Linked DNA regions of Mus musculus: region 1 is linked to region 2. Evidence: chromatin contacts called from public HiChIP or PLAC-seq data. All regions are on one chromosome and are shown on one strand. Each heading gives the region's core, a stretch centred on a gene start, on an enhancer-like site or on the middle of the called end of the contact. The rest is flanking DNA. Distances are from core to core; before and after follow the strand shown. Region 1 has its middle 40 kb from the start of Gm34306. Region 2 has its middle 77 kb from the start of Gm34244.

What was found. HiChIP or PLAC-seq counts read pairs in DNA pulled down with a chosen protein or histone mark.
Region 1: an H3K4me3 HiChIP or PLAC-seq map of the SCID.adh cell line shows a contact between it and region 2, with 10 read pairs. The contact joins two enhancer-like sites. A contact is called at or near these places in 1 of 15 datasets of contacts at CTCF or cohesin (pro-B cells) and 3 of 115 datasets of contacts at active chromatin or transcription factors (the SCID.adh cell line, large pre-B cells and pro-B cells).

Annotation. Positions count from the first base shown.
Region 1 is chr1:137,805,275-137,810,302 of GRCm38.p6, reverse strand. No RefSeq gene overlaps it. Among named protein-coding and RNA genes, the nearest start is that of Gm34306, 40 kb to the right of the region's middle. Within about 2 kb of position 3,747, at least 83 of the 459 cell types and tissues checked have an H3K27ac peak or open chromatin away from gene starts, as enhancers often do. A contact at or near this core is called in the SCID.adh cell line, where this site is marked.
Region 2 is chr1:137,428,064-137,433,417 of GRCm38.p6, reverse strand. No RefSeq gene overlaps it. Among named protein-coding and RNA genes, the nearest start is that of Gm34244, 77 kb to the right of the region's middle. Within about 2 kb of position 4,072, at least 10 of the 459 cell types and tissues checked have an H3K27ac peak or open chromatin away from gene starts, as enhancers often do. A contact at or near this core is called in the SCID.adh cell line, where this site is marked.

The DNA of each region.
Region 1 (5,028 bases), core at 2,498-4,997, 380 kb before region 2:
GCTATTTACTGTTATTGAATTCTGACCATGTTTGAAAAGCTATTTTCTTCTTTGATTGAAACATCTCTGCAGTGAAGAAGCCAAAATAAGTCATATTCCCAATCTAAATTTACTATACCAGGAGCCCTGAGGAGCCTAACATCCACAACCTCCAAAATCAGCAGTTTACAAGGTTGCTAGAGGAGTTTCAGAGCTTTAACTAATCTGCATAAAAATTAGCAGACATCAAATTCTCTCTCTCTCTCTCTCTCTCTCTCTCTCTCTCTCACACACACACACACACACACACACACACACACACGTGTCCACATATACTGGCCTATCTGCCTGACAATGGCATCAGGATAACACACAAGATCAGAAATGATCCAAGTTAACTAGATTTAACTTTGAGCCCTGAACAGTATTATCTGTGCCAAATTCCATATTGCCAGCTCACTTTTATTGCTATATTACTTAGAATTAAACGCCAGAGATAATCCTTTTAAATAGGCATGTTAGTTCCATTGAAATAAAATCCCTGTGACCCTAAGGTAAAGTCACTAAGTAGGGTGAGAACTGAAGTCTTTTCTGTTATTGAAAGGGGGAATTTTAGTTGTTGAGAACATAAATTTCCAGGTTCCTCAGGATAACTTGTGGATATTACCAGATATGTCTCTATTTCTAGTCACTTTTATCAGAATATGAATGGTATTGAAGATTTAGACAATGGCATAAAGTATCACATCTTAGCAGTGCTAATTTGCATGGTGAGTTCTCTTTTTCCACTTCTACTGAACAAATGTCCTGGCAGGACAGTATGTTCCATTTCTGGTCTGGCTATGGTTTGGTTGGTTTGAATGATGAACTATATAATGGTCAAAGAGACTTAAATAGATATACTCAGAATTCTTTTATGAATTGCTTTTATGATGAAGGAGCCTAATAGACCTCACTTGTTTTAGACTCTTGAAAGACCATGATAGCAGTAAAAGGAAGAGAAGCTGAATATGTGATCCTTTTGGACAGAGTTATTTTTTCCATTTTCCATTAAGTTAATTAAGAGAAGGTAAAAACTGGAGAGATGACTCAGTGGGTAAAGAACTTGCTGAGTGAACGTGAGGATCTATGTTTGGATCCTTAGAACTAAATAGAAGAGGGGCTTGTCAGTGTATCTGTTATCCCAAAGTTTCTCTCAAAGGAAGGTGGAGAGACATGGAATCAGTTGCTTGCTGGCCAGCTCTCCTGCTTTACACAACAAAGTACATAAGACTGTCTCAAAGAAGGATGTCTTCTAACTTCCATATGTGAATGAGGCATGTTCACATTTGCACTCATACTCAAGAAAACACACACACACACAGAGGCACATGCACACAAACATGCACGTGTGTGTGCACAAAGATTTTTAAGAAGTGTGCAGGCATATAAAAAATTAGTAAAATATAAGCTCTAAAATTTGGTGTATTTAAGTAAAAGATAACATACTATTTTTCTGTATGTATTTACTAAATATAGTATGTATCTTGTAATTCTTCCATGAAATAAATAATTATTTATGTGTTAATATTATCATCACTGAGGGTTCTATTATAGTAACAACCATTCCCAAATGGACATACATGTATCTATTTTTTTGTGTCGTTAATCATTGTCTAACGTAATTCTGTGTACTTTCTAGAAGAACCTCCATAATAATATATCCATCACACTAGCGTATTTTACTTTATATATGAGCTGAAGCAACTAGACACTAGTACAAGACATACTTCAAAATATTTGTGAGGAGTCTTTATGGACTTTTAGGGGAGTGATTTTGTCCTGATGAAAGAACTAAGTATTTCAGCCCAGAGACAAGAGTCCATTTAGATTAGAACCAAAGAATATACAGGACTTTAGGAGGAACAAATTGGTTTGGTATACTCCAGCAGAAGGGATAATCCTATCAAAGGTCAAGCTACGCTATGAAACGATATCACTTTAAAAAAATTATGATTGCTCTATAGTTGTCCCCATATATCTGATTATACTGTAAAAGGTTTTACTGCTGGTGAGTAACAATGCCAAATATTCAGAGAAAATATGTCTTTGCTGGGGCTGAACTGGAAAGAATATCATGAACTTTATGGGACAGAACAGGAAGAGTTCTCAGCGAGAGATCGAGGCATTTTTTTTTTTTTAGAGGAGTAGTAGATACTGAGAAACAGATAATTCAGTGATTATATCACCCCACACAAACAATCCTATGGGACATTAATTATTGGTTCACTTTACATATTAATAGATCCCAAAACTCTTCATAGCATCGGAGGTGCTTCTAGAGGCCAGAGTTGGATACCACTCTGGGGGAGTTCACAGCATTGCCAAATCAAAGTCTATGAGAAGACTTGGGATGGAGAAATCTGCTTGACTACATCAGAAAGAATGTAGGAGGAAACAAATGCTGACATATTGGCAGCTGTGTATGAGAGACTCTGTTGATGAGAAAAATTATCCTTCTGTGGCATATTCATGCTCTGTGGGTAGGGCAGTAATAAACACCAACTTGTGCTTCCACCTCTTCTTGGGACAGTCATACTTCTCCATTTGCTTCAGCATCCATGCTTGCATGAAGATATATTGGATAGTGTCATTCTCTGCATAGCAGATTTGGAAATCAGGATATACTTTGATCCAGAAGTAATTCTATTCTAACACTATTAAGATAAAATCTTTTGGAAATGACCTAGACATTGATGACATAAAGGCAAAAATTACAAAACAAGATTAGTGCCAAGGGCAAGATATTATATATAGACTGATATTGAACTTTAGTAATTACTTGATTTATGAAAAATGATCCAAGTTAATTTCATGTTTTAAAAATCAGTGGTTAAAATTATTTCTAAATACTGTTTTCGAATACTTTCTTTTTAAGAAACATGGGTATGATATTAATAATTTGTTCTTGGAGTAATAATTAACATGGAACATTTTTATTTTAAGTAAATAAAAAAAAATCCTTCGATATTAGACAAATGCAAAGGCGTCTACTACCCAGAGCAGTGGCACCGATCACTACCTTGTAGGGAATTTGAAACAGACAAGGGTTTGTTTTTATTTGGGGTGTCATCTGCTAGTATTTGACAGTTGTACTTTTAGGGTCAGATGAAAATTGTTCATCAAAGGTCAAGTCCTGTGAGACGTTATCAGTCTCACAGCCTAGGGAACAAAGATTTGTGAGACTCGTCCTGAATGCAGCTTCTATGGAGAGGTGGAAGTGGTAAGAAACCGTTGAACCAGTGGTTAAGAAGGTAGGTCTTGTGGGCACTGATGGGAAACAGTCGTTAGGGGAAAGCTGCTTCACCACACAGGAAACAAAAACTCTTGAAAGTGTCCAGCTGTGGAAGATGAATTTACACAGATAACATTTGAAAGCCAGTGCATGTACTAAATTGGTGACCGAGAACGAACGAAATGGAGAAGGGGAGGAGCTACCAGGGCCACTGTGAAGAGAAGGTTGTTGCATGCAAGACCTCTCAGTGCTGTATGGATCACATATTTCCACGTGTCCCTCTAAAATAATGCTTAAAAGCCATTTCCTCAGACATAAAATCCAGCGACTCTCAAAAGATCCCGAAAGAAATGTCTCAACCAAAGCCATATTTTGTAATTGAATGGAACCTTGAAAGTCTTAGAATGGACGTGTTTATGTCAAGGTTAGCTATACACCAGCACTGGACGTGAATACACATGCATACAACAGAGCATTGCCATCATAACAGCGGTAGAGTAACAACGCTTCTCATTTGCAGGGAGCTGACACACTTCCGTGATTGCAAACTGTCGGGAAACTTCTATGATCTCTGGAATTCCATTCACAGATGACCAAGGAGCAAGCCCAGCCCGGAAAAGCAGAAACACTTGGGGCAGATGGCAGGGCTCAGGTTTGGACCTATCTGTGATGATGCCTGAAGATGTGGTGGCTAAACAGTCCTCACTTGCTATAGCATTTGGAAGCAGGGGTTGTTTAGTTCCCACTTCCGCCTCTCTCTCTCTCTCTCTCTCTCTCTCTCTCTCTCTCTCTCTCTCTCTCTCTCTCTCTCTCTCTCTCTCGTGTGTGTGTGTGTGTGTGTGTGTGTGTGTGTGTGTGTGTGTGTGTGTTGGGGCTATTCTCTAATGGTTGAACCATCACTGCAGTGTTCCTCCCATTTCTGTCTTTGTTTGCTTCCTCTTGGTGTTTCATAGACATTCTCTGCATATTTCATTCTTTGGAAAAGCTCTCTGGTTTTGCACATTACCCTATACCTGCTGTTATTGGTATTAATATTGTTTTATGTTATTTGAACGTTTACATAGAGTCAGTTCCTGTTAAACACTGAAACCAAATATACTCCAGCAATAATACTGTGGTTGCACCTCTAAATTTTACCCACATATAAAATCATTTGTTGTTTGCTTTGAAATGTATGAGGAAAAAAAAAAAAGAATGGTGAAGAAGTGACTTAAAGATTAAAGCAAAGTCCTTAACGATGCAACACATTTTCCTGTATTATTTTCTATACACCCAATGCATCTGTAAGAAGTTTAGTGTGTTGGTAATTCCTTAAAGGTGCACAGGTGTTACCACTAGGTTAATCTCACACATCTGAATCTGTCAGCTCCTAACTTGAGCACTTGCACACACACAAGAGCAAGCATACTCATTCTTTTTCCCTTCTTGGCTGCTCCTTGAGACCCCTTTCTTGATGCTATAGTCTAGCAGAAACTTAGCCAAATTGCCATTTCAGCTTGAATAAAAATGGTAAGCAAGGGGATCCATCCCATAATCAGCTTCCAAATGCTGACACCATTGCATACACTATCAAGATGTTGCTGAAAGGACCCAGATATAGCTGTCTCTTGTGAGACTATGCAAGGGCCTAGCAAACACAGAAGTGGATGCTCACAGTCAGCTATTGGATGGATCACAGGGCTCCCAATGGAGGAGCTAGAGAAAGTATCCAAGGAGCTAAAGGGATCTGCAACCCTATAGGTGGAACAACATTATGAACTAACCAGTACCCGGGA
Region 2 (5,354 bases), core at 2,823-5,322:
TAAGGCTTACACTCTGTGGGATTGAGGGCCAGATTCGCTTCTCATGTTATTAGTGCAAATAACATTGCAGATGGAATGTTTGGGAAATTCTATGGGTGACATGTTCACATAAATATGTTAAATTGATCCTGTAATGAGTCGTTTAGTTTGCTACAAATATGACAGCATTTCCACACAGTAAGACCCTGTTCACAACCCATTTAAAGACAAGTGTGCACTATAAATAGAGAGGTGTCTGCTTGGTTTAGTGGCAAAATGTTTTCTCACTTCGCTCTCTGCACTAGAAAAGTTAATTTTGTTTCCTGTTATATAATCCTTAGCATCTAGTCTCGCTTTCATTAGTTCCTTGATCCTATTGAATCTTTTCCCCTTGTCTCTTTTTTAGAAATATATGTTAACAAGTTGTTGTCTAATAAAGTAGTTCTATAGGCTTTGTTAGTTCTTAATTAGGTATTAAACATTCCAAAAATCATTAAAAATGTGCATTTGGGGAAAGATAATTTTAACTTTCATCTCCTGGCTAAACATTTAATAATTTGCAGCACAGCATATTATCAAAAACCCTACTAAGGAAATTAGTTATCAGTTAATTATTAATTACCTGTCAGAACTCCATCAAGTCACTTTACCTTATTAAACAATTACAGTGATTCAAACAATCTTCTGAGGTTACTTTTAACTCCAAGTAATTTAAATATTATTGTTTTAATTTATCAATTATCATAATGTTTATGCGTGCCATTCAAACAAAGCTGCCCTAGACTCAATCATTGAAATTAAGAAACATTTATTTAAATCCATTTCAGCAGGAATTATTAAAGGTGTGTTATCTACAAAGACTGGGAGATAGTCCCTACTATACTGTACACTAAGCAAAACTTTTCAGATATCACCAACTAACTCTATAATTGAAAGTTAAATGACTACTGCTTATTGAACAGTATCTTATAAAACAAAGATAATGAAGACAAAAATCTCACCACTAAACCCTATGTAAATTTTCCACCCTTGTCTCTTTTTTAGAAATATAGTTAACAAGTTGTTGTCTAATAGAGTAGTTCTATAGGCTTTGTTAGTTCTTAATTAGGTATTAAACATTCCAAAAATCATTAAAAATGTGCATTTGGGGAAAGATAATTTTAACTTTCATCTTCTGGCTATGATGGAGTAACTGTTACAAAATCTGTCTTCCGGGAGATAATTACAAATCAGAACTAAATATAAAACAATCGTCCATTGAACGAATGCATAAGTCTATAATTTCTAAACAGGAAGAAAAGATAAACCCTAATATTCCCCCATGCTTTCCCAACTACATAAAAAGGAGTAGCTGAAACATAGCAGCACACTCACCCAGATATAAGTTTAAGGAAGCCAAGGTGGCTGAAATTCAATGACAAAGACCATGAAGTTGAACACACACACACACACACACACACACACACACACACACACGGGAAGAGAGAGGAAGAAGAAGATAGTCAGTCAGTCAGTCAGACAGACAGAACATACTGCATACTTATGTCCTTGGAGAAAATGCTGAGTTGAACATCAGAGGGAGAGACTATGTGATACTGACCTAAGCAATACCAATGAAGAAATGACTAAGTGGAAACATGGCTACACGATTCTCCTAACTGAAGCAGAACTGGAAAGTATTGTAATTCACAGACCCCTAAGTAATATGCACTTACTCAAATTCCTGTGTGGTCAGTCAAGATGCCAAGCTTGAATGCTCAGTGGGGATAAACTAGCTGTAAGGAAAGTCTACTATGAACCCTTCCTAACAATATTTGAAATATGCCTTGAAATTGGCTAACCAGAAGAACTGATCATAAAGCAATATACACACACAATGTAAGTTAATGCAGCCATAAAAATAAAAAAAGAAAGAAAAAACATATACACCAACCCAGCCACAAAATGTTTGATCAAGAACACTGTCTTTTGATGTGCCAAAGTGGGAAATGCCCAGGAGAGGGCCTGCACCTTCTCAGATAAGGAGGGGAGGAGGGATGGGGGGACTATGTGAGGGGGACACCTTCAGGCGTGGGGCAGCAATTGGGATGTAAAGTGAATAAATAAATAAAGTAATGGGAAAAAAGAATGCTGACTTGACTGTAAAAATCTGCTACAGCAAGAGTAGCACAAACCTTGTGGGAGAAACCAACCAGTGTTGGTTTGACTTAAGGCCCACTGCCTGAGTTGGAATCCATACTCGACACTGACTGGGTGACCAAGAACCAGAAACTGGGTAATCCACAAACTTAGGGTAAACCCAAATACTACTGACCTTTTAAATAAAAAATTAAATAAAAAAATTTTTAAAAAAACTTGTGATAAAACTGACTTCTAATGATATTCTACCATAATCACAAATCCGTGCCTTCTTCAGCTTTCAGCAGAGAAGCTGCCTCCTACAGCAGATGGGAACAAATACAGAGATCAATAGCCAGACATCTTGAAGAGAGAGAGAGAGAGAGAGAGAGAGAGAGAGAGAGAGAGAGAGATCTTTGCACACTCAGCTCTAGATGGGATGTCTCCACCAAATCCCTCCCCTTAGTGCTCAAGGACCATGGAAGAGAGGACAGAAAGAACGTAAGAGTAATAGGGTTTGGAAGATACCTGGAAGATATGGCTCCCTAAATCAACTGAGCAAAGTTTATATGACTTTACAGAGACTGGGGCAGCAAGCACAGGGCCTGCACAGGTCTTCACTAGGTCCTCAGTGTGTATACCATGGCTTTCAGTTTAGTGTTATATGAGAGTCCTGAGTGTGTGAACGAGTGGGTCTTTGACTCCTGAGCCTTCTTTTGGGCTCTTTTCCTTCTGTTCATTTGCCTTATCCAACTTTGATGTGATTATTTTATTTTATTTTATTCTATTTTATTTTGTCATGTTTGTTTGTTATCTCTTAGAAGTTTGTTCTTTTCTAATAAGATACTGAGAAGGAATGGCTCCAGATGAGGTGGAAGGTGGGGAGGAGCTGAGAGGAACGGACGGAGCAGAAGCTGTAGTCATGATATATTGTATGAGAAAAGAATCAAGTTTTAATAAAACAGAAGAAAGGAAATCTTAATGTTTTCATAAAAATTGGTGTAATTGGAAATACTTATGTTAAGCAAAATAAGAAGATATAGAAAATTATTCAATACAGAGCATTTAGTGCATGTAATATACTAAAATATAAAATAATTATTAGAATTGAACAAACAGCCCATGTTTATTATTTACTAGGAGGAAAAACTCAAACCCTACTATTTTCCATGCTTTCAAAATAATATATTTTTATACAAATATATATACATATATTACATATGTGTTCATATGTGTATGCAATATATGTACATAGATATGCATATGTAGAGCATTATTTACATGGCAGGGTCATAAAACCAGAAAGGGATCATGAGAGGAAAGGAAGAAGTCTTAAGGGAAATAAAGAGGGGAATGGAGTACATGGAATAGAAATTACAGGTTGGGACTCACTGAGAAAGAGTGAGAAGCACCGAGAGAACAAAGGTGTATTTAGGAGGGCAAGCAACAAGAAAATGAATGAGCACAAATCATAATCATTCACACATTCAATACTGAAATATACATTGTGCTTGAGCTAAGTCTAGCTAGGCAACAGTATAAATGGGGCTGAGAGGAAAATAGGCTGTAGGCATTGCCTGTGTGGTTGGTAAATATTAATGAATTAAATATTCAATAAAAGTCAATGGTGACTACCACAACTCGTGAGAAAATATATTCAATGGAACAGAACCAGTGCAGTCTAAAAGCAGTTATGGGAGGTCTGTGAGGAGCTTACTGTGTATTAGGATGGCTTGCATGATCAGAGGCTTCAGAGCTCCACAGTAGCATCTGCTATCTGGACAGCCACGGAACGAAGAAGAAGTCGAGAACCTCAGAGCAAAAGAGAGAGATGATGCAACCCCAGTCCTATGCTAAGATCTAGAAGCTTCCTGGAATGCTGCTGGTGTGAATCCACACTCAAAAGTGGAACTATCTGGATCCCAATGTTTGTAGACAATATCAACACACCCACTCATGGAGAAAGGAGCTGGTGAGGCCCTAGGAGCACCCCTATCTTCCACTTCATGTCCCACTCTAGCCTCCAGCCTATTAGTCAATGTTGCTAACATTTTGTGTAGGCCTTCCTCCATAGTTCTCTGTCTCACATGCAAATTGTCTGTGGTTACACACACAAACACACACACACACACACACACACACACACACACACACACACACACACAGAGAGAGAGAGAGAGAGAGAGAGAGAGAGAGAGAGAGAGAGAGAGAACCAGAAGCAGTGTGCCCTAGGTATTTCTCAATCCAACCAAGTTGACAACTAAGATTAAGCACCATAGCTATGTCAGAATGAATTTTATTTTCAAAACATACTAAAACCAAATTGTGACCAAGTCATAGAAAATGATGAGAGAAAAGTGAAAACAATGGGAAAGCACAGGAAAGGTGTTCATGTATAACATATCAGTCATTAAACCATTCAAAAGGCACCACTGGAATATATTCTACTACACAACATTAGCGACCAGACATGAAGAAATAGGAGTGAGAGACAAAGAACCAAAACATGATAGATCAGAAAATATTAATTTTAAAAGGTATGTATAGCTCTGTTAACATGAAAAACTGTTTTGCCAATAGTATCATTTATTACAATGTGAACGAATCTTGAATTATTTTGAATATGCCTTGTTTGTTTCCGATCTACAAAAATAATCCTGTTACCATGAAATAAAGGGAGAATAAGTATGGGATAAAACAAAACAGAAAAAATAAGGAATCATAAGACTTTGCAGTATGTGTAAGGATACCCATATTCCCGTGTCAATGTCTCTATTTCAAGATAACCATTATTCCTTCTCAGGATGCAGGGACAAGATGCCCGCTTCAATGCTAGAAAATCTGTTGGCTTCTGAATCTGTAGAATCTTCAGTTTAAAATGGAGCATTTCAGAGCTTTCCTCCAGAACAATAGCTAGCTAACTGGTTACACTGTCTCTATGTAGCATATGCCTCTGCTAATGTAACATATACACTATCTAAAAAGTCACACCCTAAAATTAGCTCACATCCAAAAGTACAGTGTGTGAGGAGGAAACAAGCCAGCTGAGCTCTCTGAAACATTTGATGCAGCACACTACCATAAGCATCAGAAAGACATTTAAGCACAGTACTATGGAACTATAACTTAAGTACAGCAATTATCTAGCATGCACAAGGCCTCAGGTACTGCAAGTAAGAGGGGGCAAGAGGGACACCATTGTAGCATGTTTGATCACATTGTGAACCCCAAGATTGTGAACTGGAAAAAGCCTTGTG